Regions from separate parts of the Rattus norvegicus genome. Here all the other regions are linked to region 2. The links are chromatin contacts, called in public Hi-C maps. All regions are on one chromosome and are shown on one strand. The core of a region is the stretch at or near the end of the contact, and the rest is flanking DNA. Distances in the headings are between cores, read along the strand shown.

Evidence for each region. A called contact is a pair of places that touch in the nucleus more often than the background predicts.
Region 1: a contact with region 2 is called in a Hi-C map of liver, with 5 times the contacts expected there. The contact joins the enhancer-like site here to the promoter of Cenpu in region 2. A contact is called at or near these places in 7 of 12 Hi-C or Micro-C datasets (Schwann cells, frontal cortex, kidney and 3 more).
Region 3: a contact with region 2 is called in a Hi-C map of the A7r5 cell line, with 2.5 times the contacts expected there. The contact joins the enhancer-like site here to the promoter of Cenpu in region 2. A contact is called at or near these places in 2 of 12 Hi-C or Micro-C datasets (the A7r5 cell line and Schwann cells).

The regions. Positions count from the first base shown.
Region 1 is chr16:52,060,435-52,063,355 of GRCr8, forward strand. LOC102551895 (a long non-coding RNA gene) reads right to left here. Exons shown (of 3, transcript XR_360468.5): 3 at 2,835-2,921. Among named protein-coding and RNA genes, the nearest start is that of Ptmal4, 34 kb to the left of the region's middle. Within about 2 kb of position 1,522, at least 3 of the 93 cell types and tissues checked have an H3K27ac peak or open chromatin away from gene starts, as enhancers often do. A contact at or near this core is called in liver, where this site is marked.
Region 2 is chr16:52,470,387-52,473,131 of GRCr8, forward strand. Cenpu (centromere protein U) reads right to left here and starts at 1,276. Exons shown (of 13, transcript NM_001025673.1): 1 at 1,009-1,276. The coding sequence starts at 1,049.
Region 3 is chr16:52,175,118-52,177,910 of GRCr8, forward strand. The region is part of intron 7 of Irf2 (interferon regulatory factor 2); the gene reads right to left. Among named protein-coding and RNA genes, the nearest start is that of Irf2, 110 kb to the right of the region's middle. Within about 2 kb of position 1,379, at least 38 of the 93 cell types and tissues checked have an H3K27ac peak or open chromatin away from gene starts, as enhancers often do. A contact at or near this core is called in the A7r5 cell line and Schwann cells, where this site is marked.

The sequences.
Region 1 (2,921 bases), core at 272-2,771, 410 kb before region 2:
GCCCCAAAATTATAATTCCCAAGGCAAATTAGTTATGTTTCAAATGAAAGCTTTTGGGACACTTTCTTTCAGAAGTGTTTTATTTTCCAAAGTAAATGCCGCAAAGCTTTTGAAGCTAGAGACAAGTGCAAAATTCGTGAGCTTCAGCCTTTTGCCGTATCAGTAACTGCCAGGAGATGTTGGAAGTGTATTTAGAACTTTGAATATGACGCATACGACTTGAGATGTTTACCGGAAGCTAATATGATTGCTGACATGAGAAAGCAAGGAGACATTACAGGACTCCTAGAGCTAGGGAGATACTGTCTGTACTTCCTCACACACAAAAGCAGGGCTCGGTTCTTACTAAACAAGGCCAGAACAGTTTATGATCATAAGAAACCATTAGCAATAATTTTAAGCAGACTGTAGTAGAAGTAACCACCAAGAAAGTGATTCACATAGTCACAAAGTAAAAGTAAGTGTGATAAAGATAATACTTAAAAGAAAAAGCACACATTGACGGAAATCACATCTCAAATCCATTAACCAAAAAAATTTTTTTATTGAAAACACATTTTTTTCATACATTCCGATTACGATCCTGAAAGTTCACAAGATCCAGAAGTAAATGAACATTTGGACAGTAATGAGAACACTCTGACTTGTCTGTGGTCTTGTAAGTAATGTGAGAAGATTAGCTGGTCATTGGGGTCGAGAATTCTCATGGCAGCAGTTCAGCTACAGGAGCAGAAGGGACCTTCAAAACCGTCTTCTCGGAGATAAGACATCAGACATCTGCACGTGGATCTCAAAGTATTTCTTTACACCCTTCTTCCCTTACGTTGGAATGGCATAGCACAGCTGGAACTCACAGCCAGCACAGAAATAAGAATTCTGAGTGTTCTGCCACATACATCGGCCCTAGGTGACCACAGGACAGTCCCCCTGCCCATCTTACAATGAAATAGGGTAGTTCAGTGGTGTTTACAAAGATACTTTTTCCATCCTGTCATCTGAAACCTTAGCAGAAAGGGACTTTCTGTGATGTAGACATGTTTGCTTTCATAGTTTTAATATTCTGTACCATGAATATTTATTATAGGAAACAACTTTGGCTCACAGTCCCTTGTCACTGTCATAGAACATGAATGGTCACTCAAAATCTGCACAAAATACACAATAAGTCAGTGTAATGTGGATAATACTTTTCCTTTAAGAGACAAAATAGATAATCTATTATATTCTGTGTTTGATATTGCCCTGAAAAATTCAAATGAGAACAGGAAATATGCAAATAGACATTTCAATCCAACTTTATCTTTAAAGAGTTTTTAAATCTTTTACTTGTGTTTGTCTGAGATGTCTCCCATAAATCTCCGTTCGAAGACGTGGTTCCTCAGTTGGTTGGAGACATGATCTCGTCACTCGGACCATTGAGATTTTAAATCACTCATGCTGTTGCCAGTGTGTTCTCTGCCTCCTGCTTGTGGTTTGAGATATGAACTCTCAGTTGTTCCTGAGGCCACTCCGTCATGGACTCTAACCCAGTGAACCATGTGCCTGATCAAACACTTTCTGTTACACAGGGTGCCTGGCTTCACTGTGTTTTACCACAGAATGGGAAAGCAGTTATTACCACGGCACGTGTATCCCGTGGGTGTGCAGGTGCCTGCAGAGGTCAGAAGTGGGCATTGGACCTCTTAGGGCTGGAGTTACAGACTGGTGTGAGAGGAAACTCAGGGCCTCTATTGAAGTAGTAAATGCTCTTAACTGCTGAACCATTTCTCCGGCCCCTGTAAGACTTGATTTTAGAAGTCGGTAGGGGCTAGAAGTCACCAGCAACTGATATCACTAATTCTTCTAAACCACTCTGATAATGCTGTCATATGCTTCACCCTGAGACACTACTACGCTGTGACCCACAACTGCCCCGCATGTCTTCTGCCCCATCATTTATTCACCTCTTCAGTGCTCCTTCTAACCTTTGCCTGTAACCCACTGACTTGATTAAGTCCTTCCATCTACTGTTCCTGCCATCTCTAGGCTGTCCTCCCTCTCACCTAATGGCCTTCTGTCTCTTTTACATTTTCTTCGAGACAGATTCTCATGTAGCCCAGGCTGGTCTCCAACTCATTATGTAAGGATTACCTTGAACTCCCAACCCTCTGACCCTCCCAGCCTTTGTCTCCCAAGTACCGGCCTTCACTGCCACATCCATCTTTTCTTCCCTTTCATATTTCATATTTCCTCCACAGGTCTCACTCTCCCGAGAGATTGTGCCAACTCTTCCCTTGCCTAAACATTCAATATCTGTCCTCCTTTACTTTGTCACTCCCTGGTAAGAAGAACCTCTGATTTAGTCCAAGTGGCACATTCATTTCCGCATACTCTGCAGTTGAATGTGGCAGGGGAAACTGGTTTCTTCCACTCTTATAGATTGAAAGAATGGCTACTGTGAAATGGCTATGCTCCGAAGACCACCTACAGACCCAGTGCCATTCTCATCAAAATTCCAATGTCATTTTTCACAAAAAAGGTATTGAAATTCATATGGAAAGAGGTGGAGAGATGGCTCAACAGTTGAGAGCACTGCCTACTCTTCCAGAGGACCCGGGTTCAATTCCCAGTAACCACATGGCAGCTCACAACTGTCTGTAATGCCAAGATCTGATCTTACAACATGCATGGGTAACCCTTTGGGCTTTTTATATGTCTACTCCAGTTCCCGAATGATTACACGGAGGCTCATTTATTTATGTATAAGTGCCTAGGCCTGTCGATGCCCACACCAACACAGCACCGAGAACTGGGCGTAAGCCTGCGAGATTTAAAAAACACACACGCGCGGGTTATCCGTGTTAAGAAAGAATGCTCCTTCTGTAGCTTTATTTTCCAAATATCTACCCCAGGTTGACTAGGTGGAAAAATCTGGGAAGCAC
Region 2 (2,745 bases), core at 26-2,525:
TTCCCTTGCCCAGCGGTGGTGGCTCATGCCTTTAATCTCAGCACTTGGGAGGCAGAGGCAGGTGATCTCTGAGTTTATGGCCAGCCTGGTACAGCGTGAGCTCCAGGACAACCAGGGTTACACGGAGAAATTTTGTCTCGAACAACCAAAAATTAAAAGCACAAACCAGCATCCCCTGATAAGCTCCTTTGCCCTCTCCCTAAATTTCTTTGTTTTTAAAAGATTTTTATTTATTATATATGAGTACACTGTAGCTGTCTTCAGACACACCAGAAAAGGGCATCAGATCTCATTACAGATGGTTGTGAGCCACCATGTGGTTGCTGGGATTTGAACTCAGGACCTCTAGAAGAGCAGTCGGTGCTCTTAACCACTGAGTCCTTTCTCCAGCCCCCTAAATTTCTTTTTAAATCTTCCTCCCCACTGCTCCCTGAGTGTGGATCCCCACCAACTCTGTCCTGTGGTTAGCTACAAGCACCATCTTCCACAAGTAATCTTCCTACACAAGACCCGCTACGCAGGGGAGACCTTTCTATCCAGATCTCTACCAGGCTTTGGACACCAGACACGCCCAGAAGATCCTTCGCCAGGAGCTGGTCGAACTAATCTTTCGAAGCGGCTTAGTCACCTCTTTTCAGCGCACTTCTCTTTATAATAAAAAGATTCAGGCCGCACCCTGAATATCCTTTTAGGAATTAGGCAAGGCCAGTCCAAGCTCTAAAGAAACGGCTGCTTGGTCCCTCGCTAGAGATTTGGTTTGCATCAGAGACCATGTTTTCTATTATGAAAACAGCTGGGTCTTGGAAATAAAAAGCAATGACGACAGGCCAGAGATGATTAATATTTAATATTTGTCACATGAAGCGACGCTGGTGTCTGAGTTCCTCTACCACACAGCTTGACTCATGGAATTGTATCTCCTCCCCACGGTTCTAGGACCCGGGGCTGGGGGAATCTCTGGAACAGGTCAAGCCTATCCCGAGAGGATTTCGGGGCGGCAGCACTTACCCGGGGTCCCCCGAGTATCTCAAACTTCTCCGAGCCGCCATCCTACCATTCCCAAAACCCGGGATACCAAAACTCGCGCCTAGCCTGCCTTGCTCTGAACAGCCAATCAGAGCCTAGTCTTCTCTATGCTCCGCCTCTTCCGGGGCTGTCCCAGAGAGCCTTCTGGGCGAGAGCAGAATAAAACCTAGGCCTGGATAACACCCTGAAGCGGAGCGGAGTCCAAAGCAACCGGCTTAGCTGCCCCGGCTGTCCCTCCTACCCGATCTCCTGGTCACCGTTCCGGAATTTAGAACTCTCCGGCCTCTAGCGCGGGGAATGACCCCGAGCCGGAGTGGTTATGGGTGGACCCGAGCCAGCCGCCCGCCTATCGGAACTCCTGGGCTTCCGGGTGGCTTGTTAGCTGCTGGCTAACTGTCAAAACCTTCCCATTGCTAAATGGAGAAGCTGATTTTAGCTCCCTGTAGCAGCGGTTGAATGTGACACGCTATTTGTCCTCCATTCCAGGTTCTTTGTAAAGCGGGAAGGTCCCTTCTGGATCCATACTCATGATTTTGTTTTTAAAAATTTCTTGTGATACAAAAAAAAGAGTGAAAATTTGATTTAAAGGGGTCGAAGATTTAAGAGGTAAAACGGGGAAACAGAAGAAAACTGAGTCAAAACGTTGGACTTGGCAATGATTCTTTTTTAAGATTTATGTGTATGAATGTTTTGCATATATTTGCAAAAATGTTATACATTTATATATTATATACATTCATATATACACGTTGTGTGCATACTTGGTCCCTGTGGAGGTCAGAAGACCGCATCAGATACCCGGAAACTGGAGTTACAGATGGTTGTCAGCTTAGGAATGGAACTCAGGGTCTTTGGCAAGAGGCTCCAAATGACTGAGTCATGTCTCCAGCCCCAGCAATGATTTCTTGGTTAACCTAAAGCACAGTGGTGGTAAATGCTAGAGATGGGGTGATGGGAGAGATGGGTGGTTGTGCACAAAGGTGGATGTGTTTAAACACTTAAAAATGCTTAGAATGAAATATGGAAATTTTATGCTAAACATCTTATCACAATAAAAATATGCATGCAATCTAGTCTGGTGATGCATGCCTTTAGTCCCTGCAGAGGCAGAAGCAGGTGGCCTGGTCTACAGAGTGACTTCCAGGATAGCCAGGGCTATACAAACAAGCTGTCCCAAGCAAAGGTTATTTAACACTGTAAAAATAAAAAACACATTACTGAATTAGAACATAAACTATAGTTCCCAGGCTCTCCCATGAACGGTCCTCCCAACCTTAACTAGATTTTTTTATTTGTTTTTAGCATTTTTATGCTTTTCCGTTTTGATACGCTCCTGTGTATAATCATTGTATATTTCTATCTCTATAAATAACTTTTAGCAGGTTTTCTGCAAGTACCCTCACCAAAGCCATAATTTTAAAGTGTTACTTCTGCATGCAGCTACAGTTCATTAAGTAACTATTTGTATCACGTTTGTACTACGGTGCTATGGACACATCAGTTGCTTCCGTTTACTATTCCCAAGAGCACATCTACACACTCTTGTGCACACCTTCCAGGGCACGTGTCTGTGAGTGTCTAGGGACAGTCGGTAGAGATACCACTATGTAAGATGTGGTCCTGGTTTTGTGAACTGTAGACTGTTTCAACTCACCTCTCCCTCAACTCTGCATACTTGATGCATTTTAAAGAGTTTTACTCACCTGTCTACTGAGATGA
Region 3 (2,793 bases), core at 129-2,628, 300 kb before region 2:
CAGCCTGTCTTTTATGGGCACTCTCTTGCTTGCCCGCAGTGTTAGGAAGGCCCGCACAGCAAATTTAAGTAAGGGCTGCTTCCAGGTAAAAGCTGGCAAGAAACTGGGAATCTCTGCTCTTCCCCACTTGCAAGGAATTCAGTTCTGGCCAATGCCTCGGGAAGCTACTGGCTCAACAGTTGAATCTCAGATGGGTTGCAGCATTAGCCAAAGCTTGGTGACAGGTTAGCAAGGCTCTGCTGCAAAGGACCCAGCTAAGCCATACCTGGATCCCCAACCCAGAAACTGAGTTTTTACTGTGGGAATATTATGTTTATGGCCATACTGTTCCAGAGCAAGAGATAATATAAACCCGATTGGACCTGCCAGCTATGAGGCACGGAGAGCAGTTCTTAACCACAGTGAGCTACAGTTACCTGTCACCTTCAGTGAGGATTGGAGGATGAGGGACAGAGCGTTTGGGGGTTTTGAAAGGCCCACCACAGAGCTGACATACAGTGCCTGTGATGTGATTGCTTTTTAACACTGAGTTTGCGTGTTGGGCTGGATTCAACAGAGTCTAATTCAGTAACTGGCGATCGCGCATCATCTGTATGTTGTTTTATAAATTAAAAAATAAATGATACTGAACGGGTTTTTTTCCTGATGTTTAACGACATTGCAAAAATTAATGCATAGAGGGTAGAACATCTAAAATTCGCAGACTTTTGTGGGTCATTTTGCCATTTCATTTATTTTGCTGACAAGAGCTGGGCATTTGTGAAGATCTATGACTAGACTCTACTTGGAGCCTGTATATATAGGTCTTGTTCATCCTTACCAGGATCCTAAATCAGAAAACAGCTGCTCTCATCTGGCAATATGTTCTCCTTCATTCAGAGCACAGCCCAGGGACCAGGCTCTCTGCATATAGCAAATTGAAGAACAAAGGGACAAACTGGTCCCCCCCCCCCCCCAGTGCATTTCTGAGACAGGCAGCAAGCACTTCAGATCCAAACGTCTCCTCCAGGAAGGGATTTGCATCAGCCCGAGCCACGGTTCTTCAGAGACTTCAGACAGGCCTGGGAGATTGCCCAGGCTGACCAAAAATCAACTTTTGTCCCTCCACCTCACAATGTTCTGCCCAACACATCCCCATGTAGGGGTCACGAATCCCACTGCAAAGCCCAAGTTTTAGCTAACAGTGATCTGAGCTATGGAGACGCACTGACAATAGGCACCAGAAATGTTTTCAGGCAGAAGTAAACGAAGACCAGAAAAGGAAACTTCTCTCCAAACACAAAAGCCACATCAGTTCGGCCTCCAGAGGAGGCAAGAGAGTCACTTCCAAGAGGAAGGAAAAAAAAATGGGGAACGGAGATGTTGAGAACCTTGCCAAGTGGTGGACTGAGTCAGCAGAGGGTAGAAAACTGAACTGTCCTTTGGATCCCAGAGTCACAAACAGCACAGAGGCTACCTCCCTGCTGGCAAACCGCCAAGAGCTCCTTCCTATTTTCCTGCTTGGTTTTGTTTGTGCTCTGAGGCCTAAGTTTCCCTTCCTTCCACACATACCAGGCACACTCTCATCTTAAAGACTCTCCATAAATTCTAAAGTCTCCCATGCCTTTCCCCTTCAAATAAAAGCAAACACACAAAAGATAGCAGGAGATTCAAAGAAAGAAGCTGTTGACACCAGGGTTCTAGGGTCCCACAAGTCCAACCCACAGTTGTTGGAAGCTTTGGAAGTTAGATGCCAGGTTAAACTCCTCCGTAAGACTTTGAATAGACCTGGAGGGGAATAAGAATGTTAATTTCCTGTAAATACTCAGCATTCAACTAGAGGACTAAAGTTGTGGCTAAGTAAAGGTACACATATTTTGCCCTTGTGTTTTTGGCTGACACAGACGCTGACTGGAGAAAATCATTTCTAAATTAAATTCAATGGTCTGTGTCATGGTTGTGGAAACCCTCCACTTCAGGAATTGGGCATAAGGGTTTGGATCTTAACTGTCCCCCAAAGGCTCAAGTGCTGAATATCTAGTCCCCAGATGACAGAGACACTGGAATGGGTTGGAAACTTTAAGAGGTAAGACCATCACACTCACACCTATGCAGGGGATACGGGGACCCTAGCACTTCCTGTCTTTTCCCCCTTCCCTTCCACCATGGTCTGAGCAGCTTGGCTCCGCCACATAGTCCTGGCCATGCTGTTCTGTTCTGTCACAGTCTCAAAGCTCTTGAAACTGTGAGCTACACCATCTTTAGCTCTTTTAAAGCTGATTGCCTTGCGTGTTTTGTTACAGCACCGTGAGGCGTGCTATGATACCAGTTTCTAACCCTTTTTTGAGAAAGTGGCCTTGAGGGGCCTTCAGCCTAGGGGATGCAGGTGCTCACGTCTGAGGATCCTAAAGCTTGCTCTCAGAGAATGGCGGGTTTTATCACTATTCCTGCACAGTCGGCTCCAAGTCCTCAGTTTTGTTCTCTTGACTTTCATCCACCATGGCCATTTCCGGAATGACTCTTTACATGACAAATGAGCTCGCTGTAGCTGCAGCTTCCAGATCAATATGACTGCCAAAATGTCATCGTGGATTATGTCACTTCCCTCTTTTATTAGTTTGGATACTTTTCAAACTGACTTCCAATACAACGGGATAAAAAGGATGGAAGTTACTTTGCAAGAGTGGTCAGAATAAGCTGAAATATCTACGTATTAGGAGCAGATACAGGAATAATTGATTTAACCTTTCCAGTCTGTTTTCCAACAAGCAGCTAAAGGGAAGAAAGTGATTTGGACTTGGATCAGATAACCCA